2 separate regions of the Sus scrofa genome follow, and region 2 is linked to region 1. A link is a contact called in public HiChIP or PLAC-seq data. All regions are on one chromosome and are shown on one strand. Each heading gives the region's core, a stretch centred on a gene start, on an enhancer-like site or on the middle of the called end of the contact. The rest is flanking DNA. Distances are from core to core; before and after follow the strand shown. Region 1 holds the start of METRNL (meteorin-like protein). Region 2 overlaps B3GNTL1 (UDP-GlcNAc:betaGal beta-1,3-N-acetylglucosaminyltransferase-like protein 1).

Region 1 (2,515 bases), core at 12-2,511:
CTCTAACCAGATGAAAGGCTGCAACACCCTCATTATTACAGGCCTGGGAGGTCACTCCCCGCCCCTGCAGGTCACTTGAAATCCCTCTTGAAATCTCTTGGCTGGAACAGAAATGCTAAAACAAGGCCGGATTTCTCCCCCACTTGGTCCTGTTTCAGGAGCTCAGAGTCTGAGGAAGCAGAAAAACCTGCTTTTGTGGCCACAGGGGTGGCTGCCTGGAGCGGGGTGGCTCCCTCCCTCCTACTGCTGGACCCTCACAATCCCTCGAGGGGTCAGCGTCCGCTGAGCTGCTTATCTCCCTAATATCCCCCACTGGAGGTCAGGCACCTGGCGTGAGCACCTGGTGAAGGCAGCCACGCTCATCCCCCTGTACTCAGCGTGCCAGTCTCCTAAATCCAGGGCCTCAGGGGCCATTTGGCAGTATCTGCAGACAGCTCCAGGAGCCAAGCCTGGACGCTGGGGAGACGGCTACTGCCTACAACGGGCAAGGGGGTCCCTGCCCCGAGGAAGAATCAAGCCTGAGGCTGGTAAATCAGGAGTGAGACCGGCTCTTGAGTGGGATGGTGGGGACCAGCAGCCGGCGAGGCAGCGATGCACAGGAACCCTGGCAAACCTAGGGCCTTTCTGTGCAACAGGTGTCCAGAGTGCAGTGCGTCAGCCACAGCGCCGGCCACAGCTGGGCCTCCCCTCCCCCGTGGGCCGCAGAACCGGACAGAATCTGAACTTCCGCAAAGCGCCCTCAAATCCTACAGAGGGTAGGTGCCAGGAGCAACTCTGACGGCGGGTCACAGAGGCTCCGCTGCAGCCCAGAGGCCATTCCAGGTTCAGTCTGCATGACGGGGCCACAGCACTGCCCCTGCGGGGCGGCCCGGCAGGCAGGCTTGGGTCTGCACAGACTTGGGGTCTCAGGTTTCTGCGCTGCCCGGACTGCACAGGCCAGGGACGCGCTGCTGCCGGACCCCCTCCCGCCCGGGACTCCACCGTCCAACCTGGCTCTTCTCTCCCGCACCCTTCTCCCCGTCCCTCGCGCAGCCCTCCCCTCTGCGCGGCGTCCTAGCCTGCCGCACGCCCTCGGGGCTCGCTGCCCGCGCCGAGCCGCCGGCTCCGCGACTGCAGCATCCAGCCCGGGGGCTCCGGGCGCGAGCGCGGGCGCACGGGGCGGAGTTCCGGCGCGCGGGGGCGGACCCGGGCGGGGGCGGGGCGGCCGGGCGGGCACCGCCCCCCAGCTGAGCCGCGGCTGCGACGCGGAGTCGCGGACTTCAGAGGCACAGGCGGCGGCGGCGGGCGCGGAGGTCCGCGGGGCTGCAGCGGCTCCAGCGGCTCGGGCGGCCCCGGCTCCGGAGGGATGGGCGGGCGGCCGCTCTCGGGGCGCCCGGGGCGCGCGACGTGACCGCCTGGACTCGGAGCCCGGCCGCGCCGGGTCGAGGGTCTGCTCGGGGAGGCGCGGACGCGGGGCCGGCGGCAGAGCCGTAGCCAGAGCATGCGGGGCGCGGCTTGGGCGGCCGGGGGCGCTCGGGGCAGCTGTGGCCGAGGCCCCCCGCCCCGGGCCCGCCGCCGCCGCCGCTGCTGCTGCTCCTAGCCGTGCTGCTGGGCGGCGCGGGCGCGCAGTACTCGAGCGACCTGTGCAGCTGGAAGGGAAGGTGAGTCGGTGCGGCGCGACTCCGGCCCTCCGGTCCACTTCTCTCCAGCGCGGGCCGAGCGCGCGGGGGCTCGGGGCCCGCTCTCCAGGCTGAGTGCTGCCCCCGTCCTCCCCCGCCCCCGGTTCTAGAACAAAAGAGCCCGCGGCGTCCCGGTCCCCTGGTCCGGAGGACGCCCAGGGGGAGGCGCGCCTGCAGCGCGGCGGGGTCAGCCGGCCCGGCAGTTCGCTCGCCTCGCGCGGGACCGCGCCGGTCCCCACTTGGTTCACCGAAAGCTTCAGCCGGGACCCCGACCCCTCACTGGAGGCGGCGCGAGTCGGCCCTCTGGCCCCTTCCGGCCTGTGTCCGCGGCGAGGAGTTGCGCGCTCCGGGCCGAGAAAAGCCGGGCCTGCGCTGAGGGCCGAGCGGGAAGGGACCGCCGGGTCCGCAGGAGGCAGCGGGGCCCTGGCGCTGACCACGTCGGGGCGGAGACCTGCGGGCGGACACCTGTGCGCGGGGCGAGTTCGGGGCCTGACCGAACCGCCCCGCCCCGTGAAGGTCAGGCCGCCCTTGGCAGCGCGCGCTGGGCTCGGCGACCCCCCTTCACGCCCCCCGCCAAGGCAGGCAGCCGAGGACTTTTAAAAAAAACTGCAGTGTGACAGTCAAGTCACAAGCGTGGGCGGGGGGTAAGGGCGCAGCCACTCAGGGCTAGAACCGTCATCCGCCAGGGCGCCGGCCCCGCGCCAGGCACCTCGCTGCCGAGACAGCTCTGTGCTTCGGCCCTTGCGGCTTCAGGAGTCTGCGAGGGAGATGCCCCGAAAACGCCGTGGGCCGCGGCAGCCCTTGGGTCTGGGTCCCGGCGGGCTTCACGGAGCAGGGTCGCTCCCCGCCCCCAAGTC
Region 2 (2,515 bases), core at 6-2,505, 68 kb before region 1:
GCTCCACGGGCCTCCACTGGGACCCCCGGAGCCGAGCACTCAGCCCTCATCGCCCCGCGTCCAGACCCCGGCTGCGCTGCCCCCGCACCTCCCCATGGCTGCACGAGGGGCCCCTCCAGTGATTCTCACAGCTCTGTCATGACCGACGGGCCCAGCATAAAGCCCCGCCCTTCGCCACACGCACGACGACCCCCAGGTCCCTCGGGTCCTGGCCGGCTCCCCGCCTCCGTCCCCGGCCGGTGCCGACCTGCTCTCTGTCACGAATACATCAGTCCGCGCGTCCTGGGATGTGGTGTCAAGAGAGCCCCGCACTTGTGCGGGGACCACACGGCCGCCCCAACCACACCAGCGTCCACTGGGCTGCTCCTGGTTGTGCTGTGGGTGCATGTGAGCGAGTCCTGGGCGCAGAGGCAGAGCTCCCGGTGAAGCCCGGGGGGGCTGGCTGGACGGCAGGGCGTTCGGTCCGCTCAGCTGTCTTCCCAAAAGCGTCGGTCACACGTCCCCCAGCAGCGAGCTCCCGCTACCCCACACCCCGGTGATGCGTCACCCCGGTGGCCGCTGTGCCTGCCACGTCCGTCTCGGCACCACCGGCTGCCGGCTGATGAGGCTCCCACGGCCAGGCGGGGCCGGTCGGTCCCGCCCTCCACACCAACCAGGCCGGGATGTGGGCAGGGAGGGGACGGCGTGATGCCCTCGGCCACCAGAGGCCACATGACGAGCCCACAGGCTGGAGGCACCCACAGCCTCTGCAGGTCAGACTGGGCGGCGGGCGGTGGAGGTCAGAGGTCAGCGGTCAGAGCCTCACACGCTGACCGTGGGCGCGGGAGGCCTGGGAATCTCTGGCCGGTTAGAGGGCAGGGTCCGCCCTCAGGCTGTGAAAGGCCTAACGTCTGGGACAAGTGACAGCAGACAAGTAAGAGGCTGGCGGCCAGAGGCCCAGGAGCCCAGATCCCGCGTGTGGGAGAAGAAGGAGGAGCCCTGCCAGTGGGCCCTCAGGGACGCTGCCTGCAGACCATGCCTGTCGCCACCAGGAAGTCACATGCTGCCCTGACGGCCTCGAGCGAGGTCCCGGCCACCCCTTCTCGGCCGGCTCCACTGCCCGCCACGTCCCTGCATGGAGCTGACCTGCTCATGAGACAGGTCATCACGTGGCAGACGCTGGGAGTCCCAGGCAGCGGTGGGAGCGCTGACCCAGGGGCCCTGCCCACTGCCTCCTGGGAACAGGCGCCACGGCCACCGCACTCCCTCCAGACGCTTCTGCATTATTAGCGCCCCTTCCGGGCTCCCGCGGGGCCAGCTGACTGCCACAACTGAACGCGGAGTCCACAATAGTGACGAATAGAGTGTCAGGAAAAGCCCTGTCATCACCCGAGGAAATGATTAAGCAAACTCCTTTTTTTGGGAAAGTGACCATTTCCAGGGCATTAAGCCTCGGCTGCACCCACCCTTGGGGAGCCCCCCAGAGGACAGGACCCTGCCCCAGAAATGCCAGGGTCACACCTCATCCCTGGGGCAGCAAAGTGGGGGCCCCTCCAGGTGGTGTGCAGGTCAGTGTCTGGCACCCCCTGGCCTGGCCTCGGGCCGCTCCCTCTGCCCTGTCTGCTCCCCCTGTCCTTCCGGGCTGAGCTCCGTTCTGAGCTCCGTTCCGGGGGACCCAGGCTGTGACACCACTGTGTGTTCTGGCCAGAGAGGGTGGCGGGGGCACGGCGGGTTCAGCAGTGACCAGGTATGGCGGAGGAGGCTGCTGCTGGAGGAGCTGGGGCCGGGTGAGCTTGAGGGGGCAGCCGCTCCCGGCACAGGCCCCAGCCAGCAGCCACCCCTTCACCCTCCCGCTGCCTCCTCCTGACAGCACTGACCTCGGGGCGTTGGGACCTCGTGGTCCGTAGGCCTGAGGCCTCCAGGACAGTGAGGGGCTCATCCCGACCCCCCGCGGCCACACCTGCCGCTGCCCTCAGGGCAAGCCGTGCCCAGGCTGGGGCCACTGCGCCTGCCCGCACAACCTCGCCCATGTCCAGTCTCACGCCGGGCGGCTGTGGGCCTGCTCCCCACCTTTAGGGGAAGCCGGGCGGCAGCCCGCCACCTCTCTGCAGCCCCGTGTCCTGCCCGGGCCCCCGGGCCGTCCCCAAGGCCAGGGCAGGGCGGAGTCAGGAGCCCTTGCCATCCCGCTGCTGCCTGAGGACCTCTGACCCCCAGGCTCACTTGCCAACTCCCCCCGGGGGGGGGCAGGAGGGCAGCTTTCTGAATGTGGGACGAAGCCTCGGCTGGAGCCAGCCTCGCCGGGAGCACTGAGACGGGACGCCTCCCAATTCACCGGAAGCATCCCCGATTACACACAATCGCCGCGGGCCCAACACCCACGGCCCTTCAGGGCGGCTCCTTCCAGGCGTTTCTTTTTTGGCTGCCCCGCGGCACATGGCGCTCCCAGACCAGGCACCAGATCCAAGCTGCAGCCACCACCTAAAGCGGCAGTTGTGGCAATGCCAGATCCTTACCCCCTGTGCCAGGCCAAGGACCA

The links. HiChIP or PLAC-seq counts read pairs in DNA pulled down with a chosen protein or histone mark.
Region 2: a contact with region 1 is called in an H3K27ac HiChIP or PLAC-seq map of alveolar macrophages. The contact joins the enhancer-like site here to the promoter of METRNL in region 1. A contact is called at or near these places in 2 of 5 promoter capture datasets (fetal liver and liver), 7 of 47 Hi-C or Micro-C datasets (blood, embryonic fibroblasts, fetal liver and 2 more) and 1 of 2 datasets of contacts at active chromatin or transcription factors (alveolar macrophages).

What each region holds. Positions count from the first base shown.
Region 1 is chr12:240,237-242,751 of Sscrofa11.1, reverse strand. It overlaps METRNL (meteorin-like protein), which reads left to right and starts at 1,261. Exons shown (of 5, transcript XM_005668567.3): 1 at 1,261-1,502; 2 at 1,505-1,640. The coding sequence starts at 1,481.
Region 2 is chr12:308,226-310,740 of Sscrofa11.1, reverse strand. All of the region lies in intron 6 of B3GNTL1 (UDP-GlcNAc:betaGal beta-1,3-N-acetylglucosaminyltransferase-like protein 1), which reads right to left. Among named protein-coding and RNA genes, the nearest start is that of B3GNTL1, 50 kb to the right of the region's middle. Within about 2 kb of position 1,255, at least 9 of the 83 cell types and tissues checked have an H3K27ac peak or open chromatin away from gene starts, as enhancers often do. A contact at or near this core is called in alveolar macrophages and fetal liver, where this site is marked.